2 separate regions of the Oryctolagus cuniculus genome follow, and region 1 is linked to region 2. A link is a contact called in public Hi-C data. All regions are on one chromosome and are shown on one strand. Each heading gives the region's core, a stretch centred on a gene start, on an enhancer-like site or on the middle of the called end of the contact. The rest is flanking DNA. Distances are from core to core; before and after follow the strand shown. Region 1 holds the start of REEP3 (receptor accessory protein 3). Region 2 overlaps JMJD1C (jumonji domain containing 1C).

Region 1 (6,002 bases), core at 1,123-3,622, 120 kb after region 2:
TAATAGCTCTAAACCTCAGTTTCCATGGTATCAAATGGGAATAAACACTACCTGAATTTGAGTAGCCAAGATGACTCAACAACATGTGTGTAGCACACCACAAGGGATTTGCAACCCATGTCCCACTGAGTTCTAAAGAAGGAAACGATTTCAATTAAACAGAATGAAAACAGTAAAAGGTAACATTAATGTAGAAGAGGCAGAAAACATATAATAGGCATATAAAGTGAAATAACACATAGCATCTCAGTCCAGGGACATTTAACAAAGCAGATAGCAACCACTGAAGGTATTCATGCATTGTCATTTAGTGAAATAATATTTATAATGATGACCCCAAAGTTAGAAGGACATACATTTTTAAGAGATTTCTAATGCTCATGGCAGAAATTTTTAAAACTTTTGATACGTAAGAGAGTGACTGTATTTAACAAACATTATTTCAACTTTCACTGGGCATTTACCCTATTCTAGGTTAGAGACTAGGATAATACAAAAATCTGCAATACACCATACCTGCCCTCACTTTATCATCCAATAAGTTAGACATTGAGTAAAAGCAGAATGAGAGTTACTAAGTGGAAATTTAAGTAATAAATTACAGGGGCCCAGAGGAAAGCATGAATCATCACCACTGAGCAAATTCAAGGACATCTTCATGGCATTGGACATTGAAAAATGTGGATGGACTCTAACCTAAAATGATAAAGAATGGGGAGCAAAACATTACAGGAAAATTTAAGTCAGGGCAAAGGCACTGAACATGAAAATATAGCTTCAGAGAAGAGAGGTACAAAATGGGTGCACTAGGGATTGGGGACAAGAGCAATAAAAAATAAGAATGTGAAGAATATTTCAGAGCCTGCTCATGAAGGGATCTGAATGACATTTAAACATGTTGGAGTTTTATAAGGCAAGAGAATCCTCCAGAACACTGGTTTAGAGGACACACCTGATCCCCTAACACTGCTGAACAATGACCAAAAATAAAATTCAGAACAAACACAAGTTATCAGTGAGATTCCTGAGATAAAAATATTCTTTACACAATAAATAAGCAAAAAGAACCTAACCCAAGAGCAAAAAGCAGCTTCTAAACGCGTTTCTTTAATCAAAATTTTACTAAATTTATTGACTCTGGGAACTGAAAAGAACTCAGAATAACCTAGGAGTCTGTGTCCCTTGATTTTCTTCCAAGCAAATCAGAGCACTTCCTGAACATGTTATTTAGCAATGCCTCCCCACACCCCGAAAGGCAAGCAGCAGCCAACAGTATTATTAGTCTCTTTTTACTATGGAGAAACTGAGGAACAAAAAGAATAAATTACAGTATGGTCACAAAGTAAACCATCATATTTTCTAGGACTTTAATTAAAGATAAAATTAAAGGCTCCAAGCCTACATTTTACCCTTTATTCTTCACACCATCTGAATACCAGAATTACCTTTAATTACCTTTTAATCAGAAAAAAAAAAAAAAAGAGCTAAACTTCGGGATCAGGTTTCTTAATTTGGTCCTGTAGCCAAAATTAAAATTCTGCTCCTAAGACGACATTTACAGGAACTACAAGGTGTAAAGCGGCAACGCAACCTCCCCAAAAATACAGTTGTAAGCATCAGTAAAAGTCAGGAATACCTGGCCCAGCTTTTTTACCTTGAATTATCTGGCTCAAGGAATACTGGAGATTTGCGTCAGAAAAACAAGCTGTGCAGATGCTCTGATGGAAAGGTGGCCCCAGACGCCCCGACACGCTAACTGCAAACACGAAATCCAACACTCTCTTCCTCCATCCATCCCTGCATTGCACCATGCACGGGGAGGCTCGAGGTATACCCGAGGCCTGTGCAAGTAGGCCCTGCAAACGTTTCCCTGAAAAATGCCGTACTGTGAAGATGCCCTCGGTACTGGGCCTTCGTAAACAGCGCAGGGACCGGATGTGGGCGAGCACGCCTCAAACTCTCGGCTCTCCAGAATCCAGGGCCTGGTCTGGAGGTTTCTATCCCACACAGAGTTTCTGCAGTTTTATCTTTCACACGCGCAATGACGACCCCGACCCCCGAGTCCCCTTCCCCAGCCTCCAACACCCCCACACACTCTCTCTTCACGCCAGGTGGGCGTCTCGAAGGAGGCCGGCAAGGGAGGCCGGAGCGCAGGGGTGTGGGTCGCGGCCGCGTGGCGCCGACCGGGGTCCCCGCCGGTCCAGCCCCCGGAGCCCGGCCGCCTGCCCCCGGCCGGGACCAACGCGCCGCCGCCGCCACCGCCTATCAGCGGAGCGCAGGGGCGGGGCCGGTCGGCTCCGCCGCGGCTCGGACGGCGGGCGGGGACGGGCGGGGGACCCACCGCCGCGCAGCTCGGGCCGCCGCGCGCAGACACCGGGCCCGGCTCCCGAGGGCGCCAGCGCGGCCCCGGGGAGCGCGAGGAGCCGGCGAGCGCGCGGCCTGCCGTTGGCGGCCTGGTCAGCCGCGCTCAGTGCCCACCCGCCCCGGAGGTGGGGCCCAAGCCCCCCAGGAAGATGGTGTCCTGGATGATCTCCAGAGCCGTGGTGTAAGTGCCGCTCACGACGCCCCGCTGCCCGCGCTGAGGCCCGGAGGAGCTGTGGAGCGGGGCAGGGGCCCGGAGAAAAGGAAGGCCCGGGCCTGGGCGGGGGTGGGGTGGCCCGGCCTTGGGCCCACACCCGGGAGCTGGGGGCCCTCGGCTTCCTCACCCTGGTCCACGTCGCTGCGGGGCTCCGTGCGGCGGACGAGGGTCCAGTGGTGGCGGCTGCGGCTGCGGCACGGCGCGGTGCGGCGCGGCCCTGCTCGGCTGCGTGCGACTCGGCGCCCCTGCTCCGGCGGCGCTGGGTGGGCAGGCGCACAGGGCAGGCGGCGCGCGCCCCCTGCTCCCGTTCCCCGCGCTGCGCGGCACCGCCCTGTGGGCCCGGGAGTGGCGCGCCTCGTGGCGGCGACCTGCGCAAACTCCGCTGACGCCGAGCGCGGGAGGCTCGGCGATCCTCCCGGGGATGCGGCGGCGGCGGCGCCGAAGCCTTTGTATCCCGCGGCTGATGCGTTGCGGTGTCTCTCGCGGCGGCTGATTGCCATTGGGTCACGTGTGGTAGGAGGAGAGATTTGTCTGAAAACCTGAGACCGCTCCCAGCTCGGGATCCTTTGGAAGGGTCCCAGTTGTTGCCAGGTTTACAGCTTACCGAGAAAGGCGGCTGCTATTAAAAAGGTGACGCCCGCCTGCTCGCCCACATCCCCAAATTGCCCCCGTCTTGGCGGAAATATTTGCTCAGGGATTGAGAGACGGCAGGTGCCTGTTGCCTTTGTTCAGATTATCGCTTCATTTCATTGTGCTTTCACCAGCAAATTCTTCGTGTCCGTTGGATTGTGGCGTTTACTCAGTAAAGGTATATGAATATAACTTAAACTGATTCCCTCCTTCCCATGTAACCCCTCCCCCCAAAAAAGAAAAAAAAAATAAAAGTCCCCGAGTAAACAACGATGACGTAGTCACAGCCAGGGCCCCTGAATCCATTCATTATTCACGATCAGCACCTTTATGAAATGTTTATGTGAGGCCGTGGGCTTCTCAGATTCGCTTTAGAATTTAGGGAAAATACAGCATTTCCAGATTGCTTATTTCGTTTTTAACGAGGAAAAAGGAGGTAAATTCTCTGAGGTTGGGTTTTTGTTGGGAATCCCTTTAGTAGCCCAACTGATGAGCACTGTAGCATTCAAAATTCATCACTCCATTGAACGACCAACTAGTTTTGAAGACTCAAAGCTTCCTGCGTTTATCTGTGTAAAACTAAAAATAAAGAAATAAAAGCGTGCCACAGATGCTTTCAGATTGTTTTTTGTAGCCTTTTCCAGGCCTCTGATCTTTGCGTAATCCAGGCACACCTTTCTCGACCTAGTAGCTGTCTATCAACTGTTGCATCTGCCCTCTTAAGAAACTGTGCTTTTTTTTTATTTCTTTTTCTTTTTTTTTTAACTCTCAGTTTCTTTGGCCAGTTCTTCAAATGATAGAAAATTGTGAAGCATTTTGATTTCCTTGGCATTACTCAAATGTCATTTGTGTTTTGATCATTGACTGTAAATAAGGCATCTTCTAGATGCTACCTATAACATACAGGTCTGTAACAACTTGTTGACTTAATGAAACGGACAATTTAAGATCCACAGGTGTCTGCAGTCAGGGTCAGAGTGTCAAAGCTTTTAAGAGGTACACCCAGATGACGCTCAGTGTTAGGCAAGAAAGTTATATGTGGTTGAAGGATCATCGGAAGAGGCAAGGGCGATTACATTTGCAATGGCCTTGAAGAATGGACAGAATCTAGACAGGCAAGGAGGGTTCCTGATGGAGCAATTGGTGTGAGCCCAAGCCTGAATTAGTCACAGTGGCTTAAGCCCCTGGAGAGAGAGAAATCTAGAAAGATAGTCTGGGGCTTGTTTTCAAGAAAGAAGGGATGGATCCTATATGTTAGCAGTAGCTTCACTGTGGAAAATTCTCTGCCCTTGTTTTGTCCAATGGAGAGACTCAGAAGAAAGGGAGACCACTTAGGAGGCTCCCTAACTGGAGAGAGAGGGCTGAAGCCTTTAGTAATACAGCCTACAGAACTTAAGGTTTGAAGCAAAGGAAAGGGAACAAATCTAAGGAAGAAAAGGTCATGGAAAGAAATGTGTTTATCAAGTGTTGGGAAACATTTCCTGAGCCATTGATCCCTCAGCACGTTAGATAGCACACTTGTCAGGGAATACAAGCATCATTAGATCTTTCTCCTTTGCTCTTCAGTTTCCGTCTCTAAACAAGAACGAACAATCCTAGGATCTACCCAAACTTGGAAACCTTTTTCACACCAGCAGGTAGAATTTATTTACATTCTTTCTAACCCACTGAAGCAACCAGCTCAAACTGAGCAAGATCAGACAGTTCTTTCAACATGAACCTCTCTGGTGGCAAGAGCAGGAACACAAGGGATCTGTCACCAGAGCTGCGTGGGTGCAAGACCACGTTCTGCCCAATCCTTGCAGCACAACCTGGGCGCAGGAGCACTGGCTGTGAAATTGGGTCTGGATGCTAGTTAATAATGTGGCCTTGGGCAGCATACTAAACCCAATTGAGGTTCAGTCTCCTCATCTTAAAATAGCTGTCATATTTGCCTGCTGAAACTGTTGAGAAGATTAAATTAGTTTAGCCAAAAATGTGCTGAGTATGATGGCTGGCCTTTAGTTTGCACTTAAAACATAAGATAGATTTTTCGTGGATGGAAGAGGGGAGGTGAGGAGTAAAGTGGTATAGGAAAAAGAGTATGACTGGACTGTCATCAGGAAATCTGTAACTGAAAAATAGCTTTGGTTTTATTAACCAGCTGAATGACCTTGAGTCAGTCTCTTACTCATTATAGACCTAGTTTCTTAGTAGATGTGAAGGCATCTGATAATCCCTAAACTCTTTTGTCCAGCTCTAACATATGATGGTAGAAAGGTGGTTTTTTAATTGTTTACAGTCTATTTAAAATCAGTTTATTCAAACTTCCTAAACAAGATTGACAGGTTAGATAGCGATTTGTAAGAGACAACAATCTGATTACAAAATGACACTACATATATGATACCCCTATTTTACCTTTTGATACAGGACTCACAACCTGAGGGAAAGATCCTTTTTTCCCTAACTTTTCTTAATTTATTTATTAGGATTATTCAAAAAGTTTGTGGGCAAATGGGATCAATAGAAGTTTAGGGCAGGTTGGGACTCCCACATTCAAGTTCTAACTCTACTGCCCATTCCAGCTTCCTGCTAATACACACCCCAGGAGGCAGCAAGTGATGGCTCAAGTCCTGGGTTCCTGCCACCCAGTTGGGAGACCTGAGTTCAGTTCCCAGCTCACAGCTTTGGGGCCTGGCCTAGCCCCAACCATTGTGGGCATCTGGGAAATGAACTAGCAGGTGGAAGCTCATTTTATTAATTTATTTCACAGGCAGAGTGACAGAGAGGGTGAGATAGAGAAAGAGATCTT
Region 2 (6,719 bases), core at 1,991-4,490:
AGAAAATAACTGGCATACATACTATGTCAGTTTAATAGAAATTTTCATTTGAAGATTTTTTAAAAATTCTACATAAATGTACATGCTTTTTTTTTTTTCAGGAACATTCCATTTCAAAAATCAAATTCATAGAATTAATTTTCCCTATTATCAAACTCTATTGAGATTTTTCTTTATTTCTTTATTCTCATGAGTTTACCTACAATGCTTGAATTTAAGAAATAGCATAGTCTTCAAATGAAAATAGCTATTATGGCTCTTCACTAGAAGACTGAAAACTAAAAAATATTTAAAACCATCAATAATTCTTCAGCTATTCAGTATGCTAGATTACTGGCCGATTTTAAACATTTAAAAGATATTTTGAAAATATCTACCTTTTTTCAAATTTTCACTATAGAGACAAAAACATAATAGACTCCTATAAACTCATCATCCAATTTCAAGATTTTTCAACTCATGGCCTTTAAAAAAAAAGTTCTCTAATACCATTTTCTGCCAACATTCAAGTGTCTAGGTTGGGTATTACAGGTGTGTGTGTGTGTTTTTCAAATTAAGACCCAAATAAACTCTACATATTGCAAGTGGTTCTCATGACTTTTAAATCTGTTTTTATTTGTACTTTCTACCTTCTTGATTCTGTTTACAAATTTTTTAAAAATGAAATTAAGTCATCCGTCTTATCCAGCCTTCAATTATCCTTCAACTATCCATTTGTTAGCTATTCCCCTATGTCATTTTAAAACACAGTCCCTTGAATTTGTATTTCCTGTAATGGTTTATTGAATCTAGTCTTAATCAAATTCAGGACTAACAGAGGAGGCTACCACTTAAATAACACTGTGTTCCTTATTAAAGAGACATTAATGTATTGTATGTGCATATCTTTGTGTGGTAACAGCAGTTAAGGATTACTATCTAAATCAAGTATTTCACTGAGAGCTGCAAAATAGTGAGATTCTTGTTATACAATTCTTTATCATCTACTGTCTGGAATAAGTCTATTAAGTGAAAACTCCTCTCATCAAATCTTTGATTTCAATGACAGTGCTTCTTTAGGAAAGGCAAGTAACTTGTTTGATTCTGAGTTTTAGAGATAATGAATTGGTATGCTAACTTCCCAGAATGGTCACAATGAGTGCCTTTTTGGAATCATTATAAACTCTCCGAATTTAAACATGGTATGTTTCAAATCATTGCCATTATTATCCTAATTACTGGCAATTTTTCCAGTATTTGGCTAGTGAGAAAGTTCTTCAGACAAGATTTGAGTAATCATTTAATATCTTCCTTGCTTCAGGAATAATAAAACATCCCTCGATTACCTTATCCATTTCCTGCTTACATACATCTAAGGAACTGTGGTACTTTTTGGTGGGAAACAGCATTCGGAGACAACAATCTGAATGCTTGGAGTGATATTACTCTTGAGCTGGTAACTTTTTCTAGACATTTTTATAGTTGGTCATTAGAGTTAGCCTGACTTTATATACCAATACTTTTTTTTTTTTTTTTAATTTTATTTTGACAGGCAGAGTGGACAGTGAGAGAGAGAGACAGAAAGGTCTTCCTTTGCCGTTGGTTCACCCTCCAATGGCCGCCGCGGCCGGCGCACCGCGCTGATCCGATGGCAGGAGCCAGGAGCCAGGTGCTTTTCCTGGTCTCCCATGGGGTGCAGGGCCCAAGCACCTGGGCCATCCTCCACTGCACTCCCTGGCCACAGCAGAGGGCTGGCCTGGAAGAGGGGCAACCGGGACAGAATCCGGCGCCCCGACCGGGACTAGAACCCGGTGTGCCGGCGCCGCTAGGCGGAGGATTAGCCTAGTGAGCCGCGGCGCCGGCCATATATACCAATACTTAAATAAAATTCTATGCAACTTTCAATTTCATTGATATTTTATTTCTGTATCATTTCTCTCATACTGAAAATTGTTATACAATGATACCAACAAAATTAAATTCATTTGCTTTGTCACACCAAGATTATGATTACTGAAAACCATTTAAGGTTTTTGTTCCATTCTTTGTCCTCAGGGAATAATCCCCTAAAGCGTACACAATTAAATTCCTATACTTCTAAAAAAATTATTTATTTATTTGACAGGGAGAGTCACAGAAAAGAGGAGAAGGGAAGGGGGGATAGAGAGAAGGATGGTGGTGGTGGGAGGAATCTTCCATCTGCTGGCTTACCCCCCAAATGCCCACAACAGTCAGGGCTTGTGCTAGGCCAAAGTCAGAAGCCAGGAGCTTCTTCTGGGTCTCCCAAGTGGGTGCAGGCACCCAAGCTCTTAGGCCACCCCCAGCTGCCCTCCCAGGGGCAGCAGCAGGGAGCTGGATCAGAAGTGGAGCAGCAGGGTGTGGGGGGATGAGGGGTAGGGGCACAGTAGCACTACGGAGTAGCAAGTAAAGCTGCTGTCTGCAGTGCTGGCATCCCATACAGGCTCCAGTTCAAGTCCCAGCTGCTGTACTTCTGATTCAGCTCTCTGCTATGGCCTGGGAAAGCAGGAGAAGATGGCCCAAGTCCTTGGGCCCCTGAACCTGCATGGGAGACAAGGAAGAAGTTCCTGGCACCTGACTTCAGATTGGCCCAGCTCCAGCTGTTGTGGCCATCTGGAGAGTGAACCAGGAGATGGAAGACCTCTTTCTTACTCTCTCTCTGCTTCTACCTCTCTGCAACGCTGCTTTTCAAATAAATAAATCTTTAAAAAATAAAATAAGGAAATTGAGCAGTTGGGACATGAACCTACACCTATATGGGATGCCAGCACCACACTGGGCAGCAGCCCAATCCCATACATCATAATGCTAGCCCAAATTTCTGTTTTAAAGTTACTTAAAATAGTCCTATGATTATGCTACTTAGGCTTCTTTGTTTCAATTTACTTTAAATGTTAAGATAGGAGAAGAGAGGTTAATGAAAATAATCCATTTTAGATTTCAGAATTACATAAAACATTTACGTAATTTCAAAGCCACAACTAGAAAACAAGATTAAGTTCAGAGAAGTTTAGCTATCACTTTTCTCCTTCTACCCTATCAAGGGTTAGTTTGTTAATTCCAAGTTTTTGAAAAGCAGAAGTAAAATGAACACATACCTACACATTCACATGTTAAAACTAGCATACTTTATCCACTGGTATTATTTTTACTCAATAGTTTGTGATGTTCATGAGTCACATAATGTTTTTATCAACAGACTGCATATACTAGTCATGACAATGGTCCCGAGAATGTATGACCTGGTGACATCATAGCAGTTTTGGCTTAAGTATACTGTTTAATGATGAAATCACCTACTGAGTCAGATCCTATCCACACTGACAAGTTACGCATGATTATTATCAAGGCACATAAGACACTTTGTTTTTGTTTTTCACCTATGTGACTGCCCATTTGACACACAAACCATTTTGTATTCGACCTACACTGAGAAGTGGTGCTGCAAAGAACACAGCCTCACAAATATGTCATTTTTTATTTCTATTTTTGGGATATATTTCTTGCAGTAAGATTCCCTAGATCAAAAGATACAGTTGTATTTAATATTAACAACTCCCAAATGCAGAATATTACACCATTTTGCATTTCAGTAAAAAAAATCCTGCAAGGGCTCCTCCAAAGGCTCATTAGACCAGTGGGTTGTCCCTTGGAGCAAAAAAGGGGAGCCAAGCAGGTTACTACTTGATAGGTGAAAACTGTTACTTCAAACTAGTTTGGTTCACTTCTTCCCTTTTATTTTATATTTAACTGACAACTACTCTTGTCTTCATTTCCTGCCTTTGTCTCAATTTGTTTAATTTGTTCTTTTTCTTTCCTAAGATAGAACCCTCAGTTTTTTATTTAAATTTTTATTTTTATTTTTTTTCAGATCAGATTTTCTATTTATTTGAGAGGTAGAGTTACACCTACCGCTCCAAGATACAAGCATCTTGTAGGCTGCTCCAAAAAACTTGTTTAATACCTTCTGATTGATGGAGTCAGTATTCCTAATTTTTTTTTTTTTAAGATTTTATTTATTTGAGAGGGAGAGTTACGGACAGTGAGAGAGAGAGTCAGAGAGAAAGGTCTTCCTTCCGTTGGTTCACTCCCCAAATGGCCACAATGGCTGAAGCTGCACTGATCCAAAGCCAGGAGCCAGGTGCTTCCTCCTGATCTCCCATGCAGGTGCAGGGGCCCAAGGACCTGGGCCATCTTCCACTGCTTTCCCAGGCCATACGAGAGAGCTGGATTAGCAGAGCAGCCAGGACTAGAACTGGCACCCATATGGGATGCCGGCACTGCAAGAGGAGGATTAACCTACTGCGCCACAGTGCCGGCCCCCTTATTTAATTTTTTTAAAGAAGTTATTCATTTGAAAGGCAGAATTACATACACACACACAGAGAGAGAAGGAAAACAGAGATCTTCTATCTGCTGGTTTACTGCCCAAATGAGTGTCAACAGTAAGGGCCAGGCCAGGTCAGGCCAGGCAGAAGCTAGGAGCTTCTTTCAGGTCTCCCACATGGGTACAGGGGTCCAAGGACTCAAGCCATCTTCTACTGCTTTCCCAGGCACATTAGCAGGGAGCAGGAACAGAAACAGAACAGCCAGGACTCAAACCATATAGGATGTCAGCACTGCAGATGGCAGCTTAATGGGCTGCACCATAGCACTGGCTCCTTTTTATTAAAATAAAAATCCCAAAGTATTAGTCTTCTTGTAATAACCTAAGGGCAATCAAAGCAATATGGGCCAGCGCCGTGGCTCACTAGGCTAATCCTCCGCCTTGTGGCGCCAGCACACCGGGTTCTAGTCCCGGTCGGGGCACCGCATTCTGTCCCGGTTGCCCCTCTTCCAGGCCAGCTCTCTGCTGTGGCCCGGGAAGGCAGTGGAGGATGGCCCAGGTGTTTGGGCCCTGCACCCCATGGGAAACCAGGAAAAGCACCTGGCTCCTGCCTTCGGATCAGCGTGATGCGCCGGCCGCAGCGCCCCAGCCGCGGCGGCCATTGGAGGGTGAACCAACGGCAAAGGAAGACCTTTCTCTCTGTCTCTCTCTCTTACTGTCCAAAAAAAAAAAAAAGGCAATATGAATAAAAGTGTTTCAGCACCATACTCCCAATAAAAGGACACATTAAAAAAAGTCTATTGCCTTCCCATAATTTCTCACTTCACTTATCATTTCTAGTTGGAGACATTTTGACTTTTAGAATGTCTTCTACATCATAAAGACTTAAAGCAAGTATTAGCAAATTTAAAAAAAATGAAAATCAAATCATGTATCTTTTCTGACCACAATGGAATAAAGCTGGAAATTAACAACTTAAGAATCTCTAGGCCAGCGTCGTGGCTCAATAGGCTAATCCTCCGCCTTGCGGCGCCAGCACACCAGGTTCTAGTCCCAATCGGGTCGCCAGATTCTGTCCCGGTTGCCCCTCTTCCAGGCCAGCTCTCTTCTGTGGCCCGGGAAGGCAGTGGAGGATGGCCCAAGTACTTGGGCCCTGCACCCCATGGGAGACCAGGATAAGTACCTGGCTCCTGCCTTCGGATCAGCGCGGTGCACTGGCCACAGCGTGCCAGCCGTGGCGGCCATTGGAGGGTGAACCAACGGCAAAGGAAGACCTTTTTCTCTGTCTCTCTCTCTCACTCTCCACTCTGCCTGTCAAAAAAAAAAAAAAAAAAAAAAAAAAAAAAAAAAAAAAGCTGAAGATTCTCTAGAAAACATGAAAACATATGGAGACGAAAGAACATGCTCCTGAATGAACAGTGGGTCATAAAAGACATGAACAGGGAAACCAAAACATTCCTAGAAACCAATGAAGATGACAATGCAATGTATCAAAGCTTATGGGATCAGTAGAAGCATTAAAAGGGGAGTTTACAGCAATTAGTGCCTACATCAAGAAAATGGAAAGCCATCAAATAAATACACAATCAATGCATCTCAAGGACCTAGAAAAACAACAAACCAAACCCCAAATTAGTAGGAGGAAAGAAATAATTAAAATTAGAGAATACTGACATAAAAGACTAGTGAAGAGAAGAGCTGGTATTTTGAAAAAATAAATAAAATTGATACATCATTGGCCCAACCAAAGAAAGGGGGAGGGGGGAAGCTACAAATAGCTATACACCAACAAACTGGAAAATTTACAAGAAATGGAAAGATTCTTAAGACATACAATCTACCAAAACTGAATCACAAAAACACAGAAAATGTAAACAGACAAATAACCAAGATGGAGATCGAATCAGTAATAAACACTCTCCCACTGCAAAAATCTACCAGACTTTTTAAAGATGAACTAATCCCAATCCTTCTGAAACTATTCAAAACAACTGAGAGCGGGAATCTTCCCAAACATCTTCTATGAAGCCAGCATCAGCTTAATTCTCAAACCAGAAAAAACATGCAACATAGAAAGAGAACTATTTACCATTATCACTGATGAACATGGATACAAAAATCCTCAACAAAATATTAGCTAATCGAGGGGCCGGCGCTGTGGCGCAGTGGGTTAAAGCCCTGGCCTGAAGCACCAGCATCTCATATGGGCTCAGGTTCTAGTCCTGGCTGCCCCTCTTCCCATCCAACTCTCTGCTATGGCCTGGAAAAGTAGTAGAAGGCCCAAATCCTTGGGCCCCTGCACCCACATGGGAGACTCGGAAGAAGCTCCTGGCTTCTGATCTGTGCATCTCCAGCCCTTGCGGCCATCTGGGGAGTGAACCAGTGGATGGAAGAC

The links. A called contact is a pair of places that touch in the nucleus more often than the background predicts.
Region 1: a contact with region 2 is called in a Hi-C map of an unstated tissue, with 2.7 times the contacts expected there. The contact joins the promoter of REEP3 here to the enhancer-like site in region 2. A contact is called at or near these places in 2 of 6 Hi-C or Micro-C datasets (psoas muscle and an unstated tissue).

What each region holds. Positions count from the first base shown.
Region 1 is chr15:55,822,755-55,828,756 of mOryCun1.1, forward strand. REEP3 (receptor accessory protein 3) reads left to right here and starts at 2,373. Exons shown (of 8, transcript XM_008270080.4): 1 at 2,373-2,545. The coding sequence starts at 2,514. JMJD1C (jumonji domain containing 1C) reads right to left here. Exons shown (of 27, transcript XM_051823261.2): 1 at 2,706-6,002. The coding sequence starts at 3,078.
Region 2 is chr15:55,705,766-55,712,484 of mOryCun1.1, forward strand. The region is part of intron 2 of JMJD1C (jumonji domain containing 1C); the gene reads right to left. Among named protein-coding and RNA genes, the nearest start is that of MIR1296, 26 kb to the left of the region's middle. Within about 2 kb of position 3,241, at least 1 of the 8 cell types and tissues checked has an H3K27ac peak or open chromatin away from gene starts, as enhancers often do.